2 separate regions of the Mus musculus genome follow, and region 1 is linked to region 2. A link is a contact called in public Hi-C data. All regions are on one chromosome and are shown on one strand. Each heading gives the region's core, a stretch centred on a gene start, on an enhancer-like site or on the middle of the called end of the contact. The rest is flanking DNA. Distances are from core to core; before and after follow the strand shown.

Region 1 (6,319 bases), core at 3,741-6,240, 87 kb after region 2:
AAATGGCTTCTTTGTCAGCAAGTGCAGCTGAGGCTCCAGTTTTCCATACCCAGAATCAACATTAAACTGCAGCCTGCAATCCTTGTGACCCCAGGCTCTCCAGTTCCCGAGTGCCTGGGGTCCCAAGGGAGGGGGGAACATCTGGTGGTTCTCCCAACTCTCATGGGGGTGGGAGTGGACACACGGAGCAGGGGAGTAGAGAGAGTCAAAGCCAAAAGTCTATAGGGCATGGGCCAGAGCTGTGGGGTAGAGGACAGAATTGGGGGATGAGTGGCCAGCACCTCTTTAAGCCAGTTCCCCCGAGCTCAGCTTCAGAGACACCCTCCTTGTCATGGGTCTTCTCACTTCGTGCCTGTCAAAGGAAGAGACAAGAAGATCAGTTCTGGTGACCAGTGTGTGATGGGTGATGACATCAGACCCACGTGGGAACTGAGCCCAAGACTCCACACGTGAGTTGTCTCCTCTGGAGGGTAAGACGCCGTCAGTAGCAATCTAACTGTCTGGACCGTTACCTCTCACCCCCTTACAATGGCAATGGGAGCCAGGCTCAGATATCTGCAGTGCAAAGAGGGACCAGAGAAAGAGGGACCACTTGAGACAGAACTTTTTCCATGACAGCCACTGTACAGTTGATGGCCATGACAGTGATTGTGAGATTTTCCCACTCTGGGTCTAGAGACGCAGCCCTCGGGGCCCATGAGTAACCAGAAGCGCATCACTAGCCCTGTGAGCCCCTCAAAATCCTCTCTGCTTCAGTTCTCCAGAATAGGCTTTTGTAGCCCCATATCCTGAGTGGGGTGCCATTTCTTCACGCCATCATGAGGAGGGACGACATGAGGGACCTGTATGTACCCTTTGTTCCTCAGCTCTGTGTTCTATTAACAGTCCCCCTGACCTTATGTGTGAATTCCTCCAGTGTCACCCCACCGACCCACTCAGGATGAGGCCAGGGCAATGAGGAAATGGGGCCCGGAGATGGAGAGTGACTCACCCAAGACCACACAGCTACTTAGAAGGCCTGCTTTCTGTTGAGGTATGACTGAACTGGCCTGGGGTTTCTTCCACAGCAGAGAACCCTTCCCAAGTCCACATTCATGGACAGCAGTCATGGGGTAGTGACTCTGGGGCTCGGGAGCCCAGGGTGTAGTGAGGGTGTGGCTTCTGGGACAGAGTTAGCATCCCTCTGTTACATTTCTCACAAGCAAGGAATTTTCTGGTACAGTCCGGGCCAATAGGATGTGGGTAGCAGGGATGCTCTCACCTCTTTCCAGCTGTTGTCTTGCTTCTCCATGTCTGAGTGCTTCAGGACCCAGGGCTCGGCAGCCTTCTGCAACTGAGAAAGAGAAAAGTGTGTATGCTGGCGGGCAGGGTTACTCTGAGCAGGGCCACTCCCCAGTCTCAATTCTATAAGCCACATGACCCACCCACAACATATGTCCGGCATTGGCTTCTCAATAGATAGTACCTCTGAGCCCCGCACAAGGTGGATTTGGAAACCAGTAATACAAACAGCTACTGGCAGGCATCTTGCTGACCTGGCTGATAGAGTTAACAGGAGCTGTTGCTACATTACTCTGCACGGCAGTTCACAGAACAGCTAGGGCGGCAGACAAGCAGTAGCTATTTCACTCGGGGACCATGCTGCGAACCTGCTGAGTCCTGAGGTGTTCCCTGGAGTACCACAATTCCAGGGGGCCCATTTGCATGTGCTCATCAGCTCAATTAGTCCTCATAGCAGACATAGGAGCCAGTACAACTGAGATTATTTCCAAGTAGCAGGTGAGAGGATAAAGTCAACAGAAGGAGGGCCCAGATGTGGAGCAGTTCAGACAGCAGCTGAGATGACGGGCGCCGCATCACCACTTCGCTCCCACAGGGGACGACTCGCCCTAGTTCCCCACCCCCCGCCCCCCCAGCTTCCCCAGTGTTAGTAAGGCTCCCCCCACCCCAAACCCTTTCAGTTCTGAAAAAGCAAGTAGGCTTTGCCTTCCATTTCCCAGAGGTGCAATGAAGTCCTAAGCAACACCAGGACAGGCTGGCTACCTGTTTGCACCTGAACCCCCATCTCAAGCTCTGCTTACTTGGAACCCAATGTAAGACAAACAGAATGGGGGTGGGAGGGCAGCAACAAAAGTCATCTCAGCATGAATGAACAGCAATCACAGATGAAGATGTAAGCCAAGGCCCAGTGGGGGGAGGGGGGGGACCTAGGAGCAACGCACCATTCTTGTGGCTAGCTCTTTTATTCCCTTGGCTGTCCTGAGAGATAAGAAGATTGAACAGCCATCCTCCTTGTGTAGAGGAAGCCCAGAGATCAGAGGGGATTTGATTAGCGCTAGGAGCCCCTTTGTGGTAGTTTGAATAAAAATGAGACCCATAGGGGCTGGCGAGATGGCTCAGTGGTTAAGAGCACGGACTGCTCTTCCAAAAGTCCCGAGTTCAAATCCCAGCAACCACATGGTAGCTCACAACCATCCATAATGAAATCTGATGCCCTCTTCTGGAGTGTCTGAAGACAGCTACAGTGTACTTATACTTACATATAATAAATTAAAAAAAAAAAAAGAAAGACAAATATTTAAAAAAAAAAAAATGAGACCCATAGGCTTATAGGGAGTGGCACTATTAGGAGGCGTGGCCTCATTGGAGGAAGTGTGTCACTGGGGGGCGGGGCATTTGAACTTTCAAATGCTCAAGCCAGGCCCATTGTCACTCTCTCTTCGTGCTGCCTTTGGATCTGGATGTAGAACTCTCAGCCACCTCACCAGCACCAAGTCTGCCTGCAGGCCACCAAGCTGCTCAACATGACGAAAAGGGAGGAAACCTCTGGAACAGCCAACCAGCCCCGATTAAATGTTTCCTTTTAAGAGCTGCGATGGTCAAGGTGACTCTTCGTGGGGAAGAACACTGACTAAAGATACTCTTCCTATCTGTTGCTCTGCTGGTTGCTTGACCAAGCTGGTTTCATCTAGAGCACAGCTTATACAGATGTTGGGGCTGACCTCTGTCATCCTAGCTCAGGAGAACTGAGCATGCCAGGCTAGTCTGGGCCAAATATTGAGATATGTAGTCTCAAAACAAACAAACAAAGAAAGAAAGGACAGGGGGAAGGGAAAAAGGAGGAAGAAAATAAGAAATACAGGATGCAGCTTGGGCTTGAATGCAGGGAAACAAATCAGCATCAAAAGGTTGCAGGAGCCGAGCTAGGAAGTCAGCAAATTCCATAGGTGGGCGCTGCTGGGAAATTAAGCACAAGAGCGAGCACCCACGAGCTGGCAGGTCCCAGCGGTGTGCTCACACCTCATTCAGCAGGGCATTGATTTGGTTAATGATTTCCAAATCATTAAAAAATGATATTAAAAGTTGGGCAGTGGTGGTGCATGCCTACAATCCCAGCATTTGGGAGGCAGAGGCAGGAGGATCTCTGTGAGTTTGAAGTCAGCCCGGTCTACACACAGCAAATTCCAGGACACTTAGAGCTACACAGAGAAACCTTGTCTCAAAAAAAAAAAAACCAAAAAAAAAAAAAAAAGAATCTATCAGATGTTAGGGCTACAGAGATGGCTCAGCAGTTAAAAGCACTTGTTTCCAGAGGACTCAGGCTCAGTTCCCAGGACCCACACGGCAGCTCACAACCATCTATAACTGAGAAATCTGACACTAGCCAGAGAATATGAACAGGAATATGGTGTGTGTACATGTAAGTAAGCAAGCAAAACACGCATCTACATAAAAACAAGTAAATCTTTAAAAAAAAAAAATCCAACAGATGTGAGGAGCTGGCATGTTTCTGTCCTGTCATTAACAGGACATTTTGGCTCGTTCTTCTCTTCTGGGAAGTGGCCTTACAGGACTGAGAGGGTTTAAAATGGCGGGCTGACAAGACAAAGATGGTGGCTCTCAGGGGGATTAGGTGAGTCCAAAGACTGGAGAGTCATAAGAACTGGCAAGAAAGAAGCAAAGCGAGTCTGCGCACTGCACACAGACAGACAGACAGACACGAGAACAGTGGGGAAAGCCCCCTGAAGTTCTCTTTCTCTCACTCTCTATCCATGTGAGAGCCTGTGACTACAGCATTGTAAATACTGTTCACATATACACCTGTGCACAGGACAGTAGAGGGCTGCTTTCTGCTGGTGTGTTTGTTTGGTTTGGTTTTTTGAGACAAGGTTTCATGTAAACCAGGCTGGCTTCAAACTCACTAAGTAGCTGAGGGTGATGACCTTGAACCTCTAACCTTTCTGCCTTTACCTACCAAAAACTGACAGCCATGAGCTGCCACACATTGTTCCTGTGGTGCTGGGAATCCAGCCCAGGGCTTCATGCGTGCTAGGGCAGTGCTGTACCAACTGAGTGACGTCACCTGCTCCAAATCAAACATGGAGCCTGGACTCTGTCCACGCGGAATGAGTGGGAGTCAAACAGCAGTTAAACCGAGCAAGGCTCTCCTCGGAAGACAATGACTCAATTAGTGAAAACCAAACCAGACAGAGATCTCTCCACAGATGTATACCTGCAGAGCAAAGGGAGGGAGCCGGACGGAATAAGGATTTTGTAATACTTAGGTCTTGGTTTCCCATTCTGGTCTGAGGACTCTCGCTTTCCTATGGAAACCACTCTTGGCTCTTCCCTTTTGGGTCCTGGGTCTCGACAGGCCCCACCAATGGGCACAAGATCGACACCTGCTCAGTGAGAACTCGTGAGACAAGATCACTTCCTTATTGCAACTGCTAAGATGTAAGATGCGATCACCGAGGCTGCCATGTGGTGTGCTGGGAAGGGAAGGGCCCGACTCTGGCGGCTTCCCCTGTGCCCTGGGCTCCAGCTATCACTGCACCAGAGCCTCCTCACCTGACTGAGGCGGTTCTGCAGCTCCTTCACCTGCTGCTCCACCTGCTGCTTTTCTCCCTGCAGCCGCTCCACCAGCTGCAGCTTCTCCTGGCTCCAGTGGCGCTCGCTCAGCTGCAGCTGCCTCGTCAGCTCCATGACGGCGCTGTAGGACTCTGCCAGGAGGTGTTGCTGCTCCTCCCGCTCTCTCTGCAGTGCAGCCTTCCAGTCAGGCCCGGGCCTCTCACTGGCACCCTTCCCAGCCTTCAGCTCCATCTGCAGGAAGAAGCACCAGCTAGCTGGATAGTGGCAGGGGACACTGGCTCCAAACCCATACTGGGGAGGTCTTCAGGGACTCTCTGTGCTATGGACCCCTTTCTACATACAAGACTGACCCCGAACCCAATGTTCTCTTCCTAAGCCTCTGTAAGCAAAGCACCACTTCCTGTCCCTCACCGTGGCTCCAAGGGGCTAGATAAGCATTCCACATCCTGCTACAAAAGGGAGAGCCCCGGCTACTGATAACCAAACATTTATCAGTTCTTACCAGGAGCACCAGCTTCCACGGGTGGAAGACATTCTTTATTCCCCACTGCTACCCCTTGAAAGCTGGGCCTCACCTTGTCCCAGAGGCCCTGCACAGGGAGATGTACACACAGTCACATAATACGCTGGCGCAGGAATGGTCCAGCATATTTTTCTCAGCCTCGACCTCATCATGGGGAGGCAGGAAAGAAACATACAGCCTCAAGACTCACTGCCCATGGATCTAGAACGCTGATCCTTATGAGGCTGGTCCGAGAGCCAGAGCTCCTGGGACGGCTGGGCCTGGGGAGCAGTGAGGGGCAGCGGGGAACGCTGGAAGAAGATGGATACCCACAGGGTGAGGAAGAGCGCAGGGCTCAGGGAAACTCAAGGAGTCTCCACACACCAGGCGAGGGTGGAAATGCACCCATGGGAACAAGAAGGTCAGAAGCCTGGGGGGCAAGAGCAAGCCTGCTACTTAATACCTAGGAGAGAAACCTAACTCCTCTGGGCCTGCTTGGCCATCTGGCCAGCAGAGACCTTCAGCATGCCTGTCTCCCATGGCCACAGATGGCAAGGAAGGCACCCGGAAGCCAAGATGTGCTGGAGGCGGCCAGGGGCCCAGTCCAGAGAAGCAGAGACAGCATTTCTACCTTCCTATTTGTCAGATCAGAGTGGGGAAACAACTTGCCCCCAGGCACACAGCAGATGCCAGCCCCCTGGGGATGCTGGTGAGAGCGCTGTTAGTCAGGCTGGGTGGCTGTGAGGGGAGACCCAATTTGAGTATGAGGAACACATTAGAGCCAGGTAGCAGGGGCTGGGAGTCCTTAGGAAGAAAGAAGAAAACAAATGAGGGTGGCAGCCAGCAGAGCCCAGACAGGAGTGTGCAGCCTGTTACCAAGTACAGGTGTGAGGGCAGAGGACGCCCTCGTGAGTCAGGTCCTGAGCTTATGTGTACTCTTGAAAT
Region 2 (6,475 bases), core at 2,027-4,526:
ATTTGGATAAGTTATACCTTAAAAATCATGGAACATGTTATTTAATCCAACACAAGGGAAAGGCTATGGAAAGGCTCTCTGCAGCTTCTGCACCTACTGGATGTGTGGTGGTAACTCCCCAAGTGGAAGGCTGACTGTAAACATCTGACAGTTACTGCCAGAGTGGACAGTGGCACACAGAGCCATCAAGGACCACACTGATCAATCTGAGGAGACCTGGTGACACTTCTGGGGAACTAATTTTCAAAGTATGTCACAGTAGAACCTGGTGGATGCGATTAGACACGGCATGACCTAGTGTGATCATGTGTCAACGGTGTCGGCAGGGTGCCTGCCATACAGGCTGGACTACATCAGCACCACTTACCACAGCCTCCACAGCAGGTGAATTGTCCCCCACCACCAGTAAGGTAGAACACCTAGGACCAGGGGGAAGAAGAGCACTCGGTCAGCAAGGGAGCACCAACACTGCTGAACACGGATCAGTCGTGGCAGGCAGCGACTCAGGGGGGAGACAGGCACTTACTTTAGCGTTTTCAATCTGTTATCATTTTGGCCCAGTATAGGCCTTTCGATCTCCAGGTCTCTGCGCCTAGACAAACAAAGCAGACTCAGCATCGTTTACAGGAAAACCAGGGCCTTCGTGTGTCTCCTGGACATGTCCTCCAGAGTGTGATGGGCTAGGAACACTGACTGTCCTCACACCTGAGGACGGAAGGGCCCTGAGCAGTGCCCTGAGCAGCCGCTTCCATGGCACATAAGAACAACAGGGTCTGTGGGATGCTAAGAAGAGGGAGAGCTTGAAAATTCAAGCGGCTGCACTGCTGAAATCCTCAAGGCTGACTGAATTTCCAAGTGGTCTGTAGAAATGAGCACAATCCCTTGAAGAAGGGATGGTGTACTTTTATGTGGGAAGAGAGTCTTACTTATAATAGCTTTGCACAGGACTTTTATCGTTATTTCAATTAAAAATAGGAAAGCTCTCCAGACCAGATTTAAATCCTGGCATTGGGCCTTCCTGGCTGTGCATCTCTGCAAATGTACAGCTGACTCATGCAGCCTTCCCCACCACATTCCTTCTTTGGTAAAACTATTCCTAGGGAAATCAGTGCTCTCTCCTTAGCCTACCCTGGGACAGGGAGAGAGATGACAGCAAGTTTTGAAATAATCAAGGAGAAAGGAGTTGACTTACATCCACATGCTACTCTGCCTGCTTCATGACAAGGCGGCAGCAAACAGCATTAAAACCAAGCCCCAGTGACCCCTGTACGCTGCCCACACCACACACACTGTGTCTTCCTACACGTGCCTGGCTTTCTTCTGGACCTCAGCATTAACTGCTTTTTCTGACTATATGCTAATTTGGCTTTCTTTGTTCCCCTAAGAGAGCCTAGAAACTGCTACTGTTTTTAGCACTCACTTCTTTAAAGCTCTTTCTTACAGCCCTTCCATCCTAGAATGATCAAACACCATAGGCGATCCGATTAAACGACCATGGCAGGAGTTATTTCTCCTCTCTGCTTCCTTGAATGTCAAGCAGATTTTAGAGGTGGGCTACACAGTTAACTAAAGGGTTGGGAGACAACCCTACCCATTATAGGAACCCAGGAAGAGCTGGAGGTTTTCTTGGTTGATATCTTGAGCAATGTGCAGTCTGTAGGTTTGAATGAGGTCCAAATTGGCCTGCAACTCCTCCTAGAACGAGTGGAAGAAAAGACCAGTAAGCTGAACGGCAGAACACGTCCATCTTATGTAGTTTGTATTTTCAGTGACAGGAGCCACTGTGCTCAGGAGGGGACTGGGGGTGCTGTGGAGAGTTATTAATGTACCAGCACACCGAATGGCTTACATCTTCTAAGATCAACAATACCTATGGGCCCCATCAGAGTTCAGTTCCATATTCTGTGTCGAACCAGGGCACCAACTGGTAGATGGATATACCAAAGATAGTTATATGGAGCGAAAAATGCCAGGTCCAGGCAGTATATCCTATGATTTTACCTATTTTAAATTAAAAATTAGGCAAAAGTAAAGAAGAGAGGTAATGGAACAGTGAGTGTGTTTCGGGGGATTAATGAATAGGAAGAAGAGAACCTCTTTGTTCTCTTTGTATGGAGACATTTTATACAGTAATATATGTAGATATATAAGAGAATCTATAGGACAAAGGTCAGAGGCACGCACTTACAGTATGTGCATCATAGTGTATGTGAGTTATGCCCCCTTTGTCAAGAATACAATATGGACGGAGGTTACCCACGAAGAACCAGATTAAAATCCCAGCACTTGGAAAGCTAAAGGAAGAGCATCCAAGTTTGATGCCAATCCTGGGGACAGACATTGTCAAAAGCAAGAGAGCAGGGAATCAGAAGACCTAGAGTGATTGCCTATGAGAAACAGGAAATGGATGTTTCATAGATTTTCTATAATAAGCCTGAATAAGCTCTTCTTCCTAAATGTATAATATTAGTAAAAAAATAAAATGAAAAAAAAAGAGAAAATAATAACAGGAAGACTATAACTTTGGAACTAGACCCTGATTCAAATGTCAGCTCCATCACTTTCATGTGGACAATGGTGGTATATTATGCTGTGTTTCAGGCCTTTGGTTTCCCTCTCTCAAAATTAAGCCAAGGTGCTGGAGAGATTGCTAAGCGGTTAAGAGCACTGGCTCTTCTTTCAGAAGATCCAGGCTTATACCACCTACACCAGATAAAATAAAAACTACTCAGCAGGCACATAGCCAGTAGGTGGTGACAGCCTGCTGTATCTCGACCTTCCATTCTCCTTTAGGGGTATTTAGAATTAAGGATGCAAACTAACTGAGCAGCCTCCACGCCTCCCTGTAACTGCCCCTCCACACCCCAGCCCCTCACAGCTCCACACCTCATCGAGCAGTGTCTCCATCACTCACTTTCCCTTAGAAATCAGGACTGGAGGCAAATCCCCCACCAACAGCTGTCCATCCCAGGACAGCAGCCGTCCTGCTGGACACCAGTGTCCCTCAGTCCCTGGCTGGATGAGGTCATCTCTAAGCTCCTTTCCCAATAGCAGCTCAGCGCTCTTGGCTTGTCTCCTCTGAAATGTTGATTCCTGTGAAGCCCTTCCTGAACCTCCTGGTGGCTCTAAAGCTGTCTGCTGAGGCACTGGTGTTGTCAAACATACCCAGATGGCATTCTGCTCACGGGGGACAGGTGGGGAGAGGCTGTTTTCTGTCTCTCTCTGAGTGCCAAGATCCGTGAGGCTAAGAGAAGCCCCTCCTGCAGGGCTAGCCTTTGCAGGCCCACGTGCCCTTCTGACTGCAAGGACCATGCTCTTTGCAGGATCCGTGCATTGCAATGAGCCTCTTTCTCTCCTGAAGCACAGGAAGGCTTTTTGTACAAGAACAGGAGCTTACCTGGCCAAAGTGATGAGCCAGAATTATGTCCACAATGTTGGTGGTAAAACCTGAGAGCTAAAAGATAAAAAATGGTGTTAAGCTGGGCGTGGTGGCACATGCCTTTAATCTGAGCACTCAGGAGGCAGGGGCAGGCGAATTTCTCTGGTCTACAAAGTGAGTTCCAGGACAGCCAGGGCTATACAGAGAAACCCTGTCTCGAAAAACCACCACCACCACCACCAAAACCCAAAAAAACCCAAAATGGTGTTAATAGAGTTAGCAAGTGTGAGTATTTCACAGGCTGTCCACTAAAGGAAGGTGTTCTTTTCTGTCCAAACATTATTCCTCAATAAAACAAGAGGTCACAGGGCATGGTGGCAAACAACTGTAATCCCAGTTACTAGGATGAGAGAGGTTAAGGGAGGAGGACCATAGTTTGAAGTTAGACGGGATGTATAGGAAGTTACTGGTCAGCATATGCTACAGAGAGAGACCATTTTTTCAAACCAGACAAACCCTACAAATTTAGTGTGATATATTTGTGTGACACAGTATTTTCAAAGAAACATAGGAAGTCTGAAAAAGGTTAAATTTCCATTCTAAGGTAGTATGGCATACTTTGAAATAGGGGCATTGTAGCAGGGTATTTTATAGTTACACCTACAGACCCATGAATTCAGAAGGCCGGGGTAGAAGGTTTAGTTTACTTCAGCACTGGACTTGGAGATTAACCCTAGTGACCTTGGGAGACCTAATCTCAAAAAGAAAAAGATAAAAAGAAAGCTAAAAAGGAGAGAGAGAAGGGGGTGGAGAGGGAAAAGGAGGGTTGAAGGACCGTGTGAGGGAACATGTTAGGTAGTGCTCTGAAACGTGCAGTCTGGGACGGTGGCCTCTGCTGCCTCCTCCCTGCCCCTAGTTTTGCATTTACACTGGGTTGATGGTGGGTAGAGATCAACTTACCACCCTGCCCAAGACATCCAAGACACAAAAAATAAGGTTCCTTCCAGTTTTAGCCATCTTTATTTCAGGGAGTGGGAGGAAAAGCTATATTTACAGAATGTTCTCACATTTTGAACATTTCTCTCCCAATTCTTCCCATTTCAAAACGATGCATCTCACAGTCTAATAAACGCGGCAATCTGTGTAAATCTGGAGACAGTCTATTTTCAGAAACAAATTTCAGCTCAACTCATCTTGCCAGTTCCCCGTTAGGCTTCTGCCTGGGTTCTGGATGGAATTCCCTCTGAGGACTTGGATGAGGTGGAGCTGAGGATGCAGGGAAGGAGGTGCGGGAGAGCCTTGGCCATGGGTGACAGGTTAGGGAAGAAAGATGGCCTGAGGTCACCCATGGGCTGTCAGTGAGCCTCAGGCTGCAGCGAGAGAGGAGCATGAGTAACGACCCAGCTCACTTCACGGGCTGCCCGATCCATAATGCTCAGAGACCCACCGTGCTCTATGAATGTCACAGGCTGCTCCCTGTCTAAGCGTGGGGGTCAGGACATCCACATACTAGACAGACATTTACATAAGTCAGGCTGGGGGAGGATTCCACAGCCACTGGCAACAGCGTTGTTAGTACTCTCCATCCAAAGCCAGGGGAGGCAATATTCCCTAAAGGGAAACCCATGTGGGGACAGACAGACAGACAGACTGTTCAGAATCTGGTCTGCTGGTAGGCAGAAAATATGTGCAAGATTTCATTTGCCTGGAATTGGATAAGTAGACTAGGCTAGCCTGTCCCTGCCTTGAGCAGTGGGATGCCACCATGGCCAGCCCTGGATAGGTTTTTCTTGTTTTTTTAAGACAGGTTTTCTTGGCTGTCGTGGAACTCACTTTGTAGACCAGGATGGTCTATACAGAGATCCTCCTATTTCTGCTTCCCAGAGTGCTGGGATTAAAGGAAAGGCTACCAAGCCTGGCCTGGATAAGCCTGTCCTTATGCCAGTTCACCTCAGACTCTATCCTCCTCTCACATCTGGCTTAAGGAACATAATTCTTTGGGCATACACTGTTCTACCCTTACTATCTTTTTTTTTTTTAAACCCTCTATTATTGGTACATAGACTGTGTCACCTTTTTTGTCTTACAATGGTTTCACAGATATTCTGGCTTGGTGAGTTCTAGCTATATGACCTTAAATAACATATTGATTCACTTGGTGAGTTTAAGAGCAGTAGCTGCTATACAGTAAGCATCGGATACGTGTTAATTTCTTTAAAGATCATTATTAACCCTCTGCCTAGAGCTACATCACTATAAAGTTCTCAGATACCAAAATACTGGATATCATGGGTTTGAGTGTCAATAAAAATCTATGACACATGTGATAAACAGGGTCATAGTCCTCTGGAGAAACTTCTTTCAGTGGCAAATTACAAAGACACTCATTGTAATTACAAAGTATTTAAAAATGAAATTATTACATTAGTCATCTTTTAGCAGGATGTGAAACTCGAGTTCTTTTTCTCTTATGGAAAACATCATTGCTTTCAGCTCGACATCCATAGATTTATATTAAATCACAGAAATACCACTTGTCCTTCAATAAGAAAACAGACTGCTTCGGCTGGAAGCTGTAAACAGTGAACATGCTTTCCCAGGACCTCTCCTAGGCTCCGGTTTAGCATGGAGATTTTATATGTGACAGGTCACTAGCATATTTATTTTTGATAGGCCATTAGTATACTTACTTTGTTTTCTATCTGGTGGCACATATTTTAGAGACCAAAATCCTTCATTTTCCATGTGGTAAACATTAATAATCAATATGACAAGTGGAACAGTAGAAAAGAGCTGTTTCTTATGTTTACTAGAGATAATGAGTCATCCAGTCATTTTATTTATTAAGCAACTAAAAATGCAAGCCAGGCTAAGAGAAGATATCTAAGCTACAAGAATTTAGCAAGAGACTAATATCTAAAATATGTTTTTTTTCCATTTTTTATTAGGTATTTAGCTCATTTACATTTCCAATGCTATACCAAAAGTCCCCCATACCCACCCACCCCCTCTAAAATATGTTTATGTTGAATGAGGAACCCTATCAGAAGGGCACAAGATTTTAACAGGAATTTTGCAAGAATATTCAAAAAAAAA

What was found. Hi-C and Micro-C count contacts between places; a contact is called where the count stands out from the background.
Region 1: a Hi-C map of cerebellum shows a contact between it and region 2, with 2.0 times the contacts expected there. The contact joins two enhancer-like sites. A contact is called at or near these places in 2 of 484 Hi-C or Micro-C datasets (Th1 cells and cerebellum), 3 of 115 datasets of contacts at active chromatin or transcription factors (double positive thymocytes and embryonic stem cells) and 3 of 9 other capture datasets (adipose tissue, liver and pancreatic islet).

The regions. Positions count from the first base shown.
Region 1 is chr2:157,022,536-157,028,854 of GRCm38.p6, forward strand. Soga1 (suppressor of glucose, autophagy associated 1) reads right to left here. Exons shown (of 15, transcript NM_001164663.1): 11 at 4,852-5,103; 12 at 1,262-1,333; 13 at 282-352. Among named protein-coding and RNA genes, the nearest start is that of Dsn1, 19 kb to the left of the region's middle. Within about 2 kb of position 4,991, at least 36 of the 459 cell types and tissues checked have an H3K27ac peak or open chromatin away from gene starts, as enhancers often do. A contact at or near this core is called in cerebellum, where this site is marked.
Region 2 is chr2:156,936,960-156,943,434 of GRCm38.p6, forward strand. Ndrg3 (N-myc downstream regulated gene 3) reads right to left here. Exons shown (of 16, transcript NM_013865.2): 9 at 3,398-3,454; 10 at 1,592-1,695; 11 at 527-592; 12 at 368-419. Among named protein-coding and RNA genes, the nearest start is that of Ndrg3, 52 kb to the right of the region's middle. Within about 2 kb of position 3,277, at least 12 of the 459 cell types and tissues checked have an H3K27ac peak or open chromatin away from gene starts, as enhancers often do. A contact at or near this core is called in cerebellum, where this site is marked.